2 separate regions of the Rattus norvegicus genome follow, and region 2 is linked to region 1. The links are chromatin contacts, called in public Hi-C maps. All regions are on one chromosome and are shown on one strand. The core of a region is the stretch at or near the end of the contact, and the rest is flanking DNA. Distances in the headings are between cores, read along the strand shown.

Evidence for each region. Hi-C and Micro-C count contacts between places; a contact is called where the count stands out from the background.
Region 2: a Hi-C map of the A7r5 cell line shows a contact between it and region 1, with 1.7 times the contacts expected there. The contact joins the enhancer-like site here to the promoter of Lrrc8d in region 1. A contact is called at or near these places in 5 of 12 Hi-C or Micro-C datasets (the A7r5 cell line, frontal cortex, kidney and 1 more).

Annotation. Positions count from the first base shown.
Region 1 is chr14:4,348,044-4,351,880 of GRCr8, forward strand. It overlaps Lrrc8d (leucine rich repeat containing 8 VRAC subunit D), which reads right to left and starts at 2,193. Exons shown (of 2, transcript NM_001008338.1): 1 at 2,020-2,193. The coding sequence starts at 2,023.
Region 2 is chr14:4,438,593-4,442,429 of GRCr8, forward strand. No RefSeq gene overlaps it. Among named protein-coding and RNA genes, the nearest start is that of Lrrc8d, 90 kb to the left of the region's middle. Within about 2 kb of position 1,854, at least 77 of the 93 cell types and tissues checked have an H3K27ac peak or open chromatin away from gene starts, as enhancers often do. A contact at or near this core is called in the A7r5 cell line and kidney, where this site is marked.

The sequences.
Region 1 (3,837 bases), core at 943-3,442:
CTAGCTAAGGCCCCGTATTTTATTATTTTAGAAGAGACAGATGGTTTGTTTAGTTGGTGATGGCGTCAGGTCCCAGGCTTCATATACACTGAAGAAAACGCTTTCCCAGTTGTAAATATGGAGTACGTGTGAAGAGAGGCTCAAGGTAGTAGAATTTTTTTAAAAAATCATATTTTAGAAAAAGATGTTTTTAAATCGACACTGCAGGAAATCTGAATATTCTGGAATTACAGAAAAGCAAAAACAAAGGGGGGAGATACTTTTCTGAACCCACCGAAACTACATTATCGTTAAAATCTGGTTTACAATACTTCAAAATGAAATCATCCTTCTTACTACTGAAGAGGCAAGTGTGGCCACCCAACCGAAGTCTAGGCAGTTAAGCAAAATTATTTTCATTAGTTTTTTTCTGCTGTGTCTGAGAGCTTTGCCTGTATGCATGTATGGTATCACGCGTGTGCAGGGGCCAGCAAGAGGTCATGTGAGCATCGGGCTCATGTAAGATATCATGTGCATGCTGGGGTCTGAACCCAGGTTCTCTGCCGGAGAAGCCATCTCTCTGACAGAGATTAGGTCATTTCCATTTTTCTCTCAATGAGAGTTATTTGGATTGTTATCAAAACGTCATGATGGTATGGTAATTGTCAGATGAAACAGGTTGTATCCAGATCAAATTAAACTTCTATAAATCAAACTGGATGTTTTAATTGGCAGCGTTAGCAGCACTCAACACACCAAAGGATTCTGTATTTAATATTTAATGTATTAAACATCACTCACCCATTGGCCTTAAACCAAAATCAACACTTCCTGACTCCAGGGGCCTGTGGTTTTGTTTTTTGGTTTTTTTTTCCTTAGTCAATAATACTTAGGTTCAAAATCAAAATCCATCACTGAAACCCACTGCTGAGAAAGAACTTATCAGAATTCTAAAAGAATAAAGAAGTGTGTGTGTGTGTGCACATGCGTGCATATTTATCATACTCTTATTAATATTTTTGAAAGAACATATTTTTTATTCAAAAGGTTATTCTTAATGCTTTATATAAATATGTCCACAGGAAATGAAGCAAATTAATTCAAGCTATGATTCATCATAATTTACACGTTTCTTGGTCAGGGCATTAGACTAATCCACCCAGTGCCACAAATCAGAAGGCACGGTGACAGAATAAGATACATTTGCAAGTTATGTGCAGTTGTGCACACATTTAATTCCAGCACTCGGGAAGCTGAGGCAGCAGGACCATGATCTGAAAAGCGATCTTGGCTACACAGGGAGAGACGCTATCTCAAAGACAAAACAATAATATAAAACCGGGTACGCAGGAAAGCCTGTAATTCAGTACTCATGAGACACACACTGGAAGAATGCCCCTGAGTTTGAGGTCAGCCTGCTCTACAGTAGCCCCACAAAAACATAGGCCAACAACACAGAAGAAGCCAAAGAGTTGTTTCCAGGCCAACCTGGGCTACATAGTCAGACTCTATCTCAAACAAACCAACAAAATCATAAGTAAATAAATTCCCAAATGTTTGGTGGACAAACTTGATAGAATACATGTACCCCAAGACTTTGTACAGACGTGTGAAGCCAGGCAGCCACGCCAGCCCGCTTTTAAGCAGCACAGTGGTGACACAGTCGTAAGTAGATGTTAGTCGAGGACAGTGCTCAACCCTGAGTGATCCGATGCAAATCAGTAAGTCTGTAGTGAACACAGCTCAGCAAAACAGATGAAAATGACTCCTTCAGTCTTTCTGTCCTGTGTTTAATTATACTACATGATGGACGGTCTGGTGTGCCTGGTGTCCTCAGACTCCCCGAGAGTCACACACGAACCCAGTCCCAAGGTGTCTTGAGTGTCCTGCCCTTTGTAATTAAATGTCAGACAATGCACGTCGTCCATTTACAGGAAGGAGACTTTTAAAAGCCAAAAGCCAACCAACATCCCTTGTACAGTAGCCCCACAACAACGCAGGCTGACCTGTGTCCCCATGACTCTTACAGGGTAAACCTACCCATGATCCAAGCTCAATTTCCAGCAGGAGGAGGAGAGTCCCAGCATAATTCTTGCCGTGAGTCTACATAGACTGCTGCCGGGTCTAAGGCAAGGTCACCTAATGTCTCCGAGCCTTAGATCCCTCATGTGGGAGACGATGCCTGAATAGGGACGGACCTGCAGTCACCTTCGTGGGCTCAAACTGTAACTCCCAATGTGTCTTAGCAAAGCCTTCTGTCCCACTGCACGGCTGAGTTAACAGGGCCACCTCTGAGTTTCCACACTTCATCGCCCGCAGTTCATTAACGTGAACGCACTAGGCTCTAACTGCTGTTCATTCAACGAACTGAGCCATTTCAGAGGAAAGAGCGTGTCTTACTGGTCTCTGCATATTTAGTATCTGTTTCTGGCTGCCCTGGACACAAGACACACGACAAATGGCTATAAAATAAATTCTCTGAATCACAGCGTCAAAAACAACATGCCATTTCCCTTTGTTGGGTGGGGGCAGGGGGCTGGTGCTCTAAGGATTTACTGGCCTCCTCACGAAACATTTTTAGTTTAAAAAAAACATCGGGCTCCCGTGGATGATATAACGTTAAGAAAAATTTAGTACATTTTAAGGAGCAAGTCCACGTGAATGACAGAAGCAACCCGTTCCCAGTTCCCGGTATGTAAGATCCCAGGACCTCTGTGCACCGCTGCCTTGTGACTCACCTTGGAGAGCTGTTACCATTTGCCTACCACTCCCTGTGCGTGGGGACGAATCCCACCATGGTCACTTCTAACAACTCAACTATTCGGAAGAAATAAGTGAGCTCACTAGGACAGAACCTGGAAAAAACTAAACCACTTGGGCGGGGGGGGGGGGTCGGGGAGTGTTGGAGGAGATTAGAACTGTTTTCTAACAAAGCCGCGTAATTTAAGGAGGAGGTTACATCAGGCCGAGGCAAACAGGGAAGGGGGTAAAAGATGTCTTTGGCTTGGCCGTGTTTAGTTTTCAAGTTCTGAAGCAGAGGCTTATGCAGTACTTGTCTGCCCTTCTGTTTTTATTCTTGCTTGAGGCTCATCCCCGGTGATTAGGAACCAAAGTGGTAAGAAAGGTTATGGCTCGGGGCTGGGGACTTAGCTCAGTGGTAGAGCGCTTGCCTAGGAAGCGCAAGGTCCTGGGTTCGGTCCCCAGCTCCGAAAAAAAAAAAAAAAAAAAGAAAGGTTATGGCTCTCTGGCCCATGAGCAGAGTGGCAGACGGGAAGCCTGGCACCTCCAAGAAGGACGAAGCTTTTGAAACACTTTGTGTTCTCAATGCCAGGTCACAGCAGTCTTTCTGCATGAGCAAATGCTGGCAGGTTGGGCTGGAGAGGTGTAGGTTACCCACCGGGTGTTTCTTGTAACCTGAATTCAGCCGAGCAGGTCTTCCCCTCAAATCCGCTCCCTGTCTACACGAACCCCCAGAGACCTGCACAAAAGAGCTGTTTGACCAGCAGAACGCTCACTCAGGCAGGAAAGGCAAACTGAATTCGGCTTGGGAGTCCTAGCCAGCAAGGCAGAACCGAGATGACTCAGCAGGCTGGGGCTGTGACCCTGAACTGGGGGGAGCCCTTTACCCAGTGCCTGCTACAGATGCTTGTGCACGGACTGGTCTCAACCCGGAGCCCACCTGAGGACAGCACGTAGCAAAACCTGGCACAATACACAGGTTTTTCTCATGGGAGTCAGCCCTTGGTCCTGGGTGGCACGCAGCTACCAAAGGTTTGGCTGAAGAACATCAGCCAAGAGCCCAGGCAGATAGATACCCAACCAGTGCCTGTCCGGTCAAACTGCAGTCCTGAGACAGGA
Region 2 (3,837 bases), core at 604-3,103, 90 kb after region 1:
AGCTCTGCCCCTGACCCAGCTCATAATATATATGCCCTGTGTTCATGAGCTGTAATAACAGGTGGTGTTTGAAGACCTCACAGAGTGATTTACCCCCACCCCAAGTCTGTAGGACCCCCTATACGAAGCCCCAGAAACTTTGGGGAGGGAGGCCTGAATCATGTTCTCCTCGGTCGTTTATTAAGTAAGCAGCCCTGACCCTGACTGAGACCAGACTCCATGCTCTGCCGGGGCTCTTTCCACACTCCAGCACTGAGCAGTAAGCGTGTGTACCAGGTGCTCTGCGAACGCTGCCTGGGTGGGATCTTATTATTTAAGTGGCCGAGGAAAGTTTCTGGAAATCAGTGCTTCACGTCTCTATCAATTCCAAAAAAACATGTCTTCACAACTGTCTTGCCCAATACAAAAAAATAAAAGGTAAAAGAAAACTTTCAAAGTCAAGGAGAAGGAAATCGTACGAGGAAACACAAACAAGAACCCCAAAGTCTCAAGTTGGGGCTCCAGTTCGGCGAGGACGCCCAACACTTGGGTGTCCTATCTCTTGCCTTCTCCCTTCTGCTCCCATTTCTTTACCCTGCTGTTTCTTTCCAGCAATCATACCTCCCCACTTTCTGCCACACACACACCCCAGCTGCGAGGGAACCTCGAGACCTTACACCCCAACCCTCTCCAGAGGGGACCTACCTCTCCTCCCCTCGACCTGAAGCAGTTCTCCTTCACTGCGGATGGCTTAAAAAGAAAAATCAAAGAACAACAACAAAAAAATCTCATTTCCTTATCTGTTAGGGATACCCCGCATAAAGGGCGACAGAAAGAGAGAGTCCCCCATCGACCCTCTAGTAACTGGAGGCAACAGTTCTCTGGGAAGGCACCCCAGTTCTCTTTTTCAAGCCCCTAAACCAGAATCCAGCAGAAGTCCCTTTCCCAAGAGCCCACGCTTCCAAACAAGCTAGAAGCGGATTATACCGGTACCCAACCCGGAGATGGCCCGCGGCGCGCAGGGTGCACCTGCGGCCCCAGTGCCCTCCCCCCGGGCGCGGAGGGCGGGGCGCAGGGATCCCCTCCCTTCCCCGCCCCAGCCCGCGAACACCCCGCGCGGCCCACCGGGAGCGGGTCGGAGGCGGATAGGGAAGCGTTTCTGCAGAAGTTCAAGGGCTCCTCTCGCCGGCTCCCGGCCAACCAGGCCAGACACCAAACACCCACCTCCGGGAAGACTCGGAGTCGCCGCGATAGGCAATCTCCGCCCCTGCGATCGCGCGCACGGAGGCCGAGGCGGGAGCGCGGCAGCCGGCACCCGGCCCGCGCAGGGCCCAAAGCGGAACAATGTCCCGGCACAGGGTGGGGGACTTGATCGCACTCCCCGCCCCGGGGTTCCGAAGCCCTCCCGAGTTCTCGATCGCGGCCCCGGGGGCAGACCGTGCTCCTCCGCGGCGCCGCGCGCGGAGAGGCCGGACGCCTGCGCGTCCCGGGGCCGCTTTACCTGCGCCCTCCCCGCTAGGGTGGACCGACGCGCACCCACCTTCGCGGGCAGCCCGGGCCGCGCGTGCCGGAGCTTAGGCGGAGGCGGGAGGCGGCGGCATCACCTGCGGCGGGCGGCGGCTGCACCGGGACGCGCCCCGGAGGCGCGCGGCGCCCTGGACCCTGAGTCCGCGGCCCCGCCCGCGGCTGCCACCTCGAAGCGCGGCGGAGGAGCCGGGGCACCCCGGGCGGCGGCAGCGGCGGCGACGGGAGCAGCAGCACATGACTCTGTAACGAGGGGAATTAGACAAAGCGTAACATGGACTCCGGGCCCGTGCAGGCGCCGCAGCTCTGGGACCAACCGCAGCCTGCGAGCGCCGCGACTGGCCGGGTCGCAGCCAATGGGGCGGGCCCGGGCCTCCATGTGATTGCCTGCGCTGTGCCCGCGCGCCCCGCCGCGCCTGCCTAGGGGTCTGTCCGGCTGGCCAGAGGGACTGGGTGGCGGGGAGGTGGCCGGGATGCTGGACTGACTGCTTGAAGCTCAGCAGGTGCACCGGGCGGAGAAGAATGGCTGCCAAACGTCGCCGGAGGCGCAGGGCATATCTCCTCCAAGCGCACCTGGGCAGGGCATGGTGCCAGGCTGGCTGTTCCCCTGTAGCAACCGGGTTGGGCGGGGAAGCTTCGTCCGTGCTGCAGTTTCAGGAGGCTATTCTGACCACTAGGAGCCGATGAGGTTGGGAGAACGGGTGCCGGATTGGCATTTAAAAGTCACCCAGTGCTTTCCAACCGGGAGAAAGCAATTACCTGGGATTTAGGGCACGTGCTACTAACTCAATCTCTGCGCGAACCGCTACCTCAGCTATCAGAGCCGTATCTCGCAGGTTTTGTTTTCAGCTGAATCAGGACCTCCCCTGTCTCAAGCCTTTAAACCAAAAACGTCGTGCGTACGAAACAGGCACTTGGGAAGTTGTTCTAAAAAGTTTCCCAACTTGATTAGCTTTCCTGTGGTTTTTGTTCCTGTACAGGTGAAGTTTTATTAGTGTCTTTTTTTTTTCTTTTTCCTCCGTAGAGAGATGAGGGCCAGGACACCGCAGGATAATTATTTTGGTTCAATCAAAGCAAATGATTCCTCCCCATACTTAAGTATCTCCTTTCATCCGAAATCCCGTGTTTCTTGAAACTATGAGAAGTCATGCCCAAAAAGATGCCCTCAAGATTCATTTATCATCCAACGCTCTTGAGGAGCCAGCGCCACGAAGGTATCTAGGAAGGCCTAGGTCCTACAGAGAAACAATAAAGAGAATGTTTTTCTGTGCTCCCAGATGGTGACAGTTGCCCCTAAAAGGTGGGAATAGAACTCCTAGACTGGGAGGAGGCCAGCCTTGGGGCCCACGCCCTCCCGCTGAGCAGCCCCAGGCAGTTTAAAATGGAGCCTCTGCCTTCTGTTTCCTTCCGGGACCCTCCCGGAGCGCAGCCTCTCCAATTCCCTACACCCTGCCAAGGAGGAAGTGCGTGGGCAGCCAATGTGTGGCAGGTGATCTAATTACAGTCCTGGTTTTGCTGATCTAGGAGGTTAGAGGTTTTTATGCTCCTGACAGCTAGTGATGTGATGACTGGATGGACAATTCCCTGCTGTTACAGTCAGTTTAGAAAAGTTTCTCCCTTTGCAGAACGGCTACTTGCCTTTTCTGTCTTCTCTATCTCTCTCTCTCTTTTTTTTTTTTTTTAGCTGATTCTAGAGTTGGCTTTTGTTTAATGTTTTTATTATTGGTATAAATTAAAAGCTCAGGCCTGTTGTAATCTCAGCACTACAGTGGATAAGGATAAGGATCAAGATTATCCTGGGCTCCATACCCAGTTTCAGTCCTGTCTCAAAAACCACTCTCACCCACCCCCCCCCCAAAAAAAGCATTGATACAAATTTAAAAAGCAAAGAACTGATGTTAAGGCAACCAGTCTGTGCACACACCGCAGAGAGAAAGAACACATTGTCACACTCCGAATATGAGATTAAGTTTGACATTTCAGAGACAAATTCTTCTGAAATACAATTTGGAAATTATGTTTTTTGTTCTTGAGATCAGGTCCCCTCGATCTAGGGGCTAGGCTGACCTTGAACTCACAGTGTATCTGGAACTCCTGATCTCACCTCCAGCTCCTGCTGAAGTTGCTGGAGAGTGAGTCACCAGGCCCAGCCAAAACATGAAAAAAATTTTTTTAATTTATTTTTAGTTATGTGTCTGCCTGGGGTTCTGTACAAGTGAGAGCAAGAGCCCATGGAAGCCAGAGTTGTTGGATCTGCCTGGAGTTACAGGTGGCAGGGAGCTGCCTGACACTGAGAATCAGACCAGTCCTCTTCAAAAAAAATTACTAAGCCAT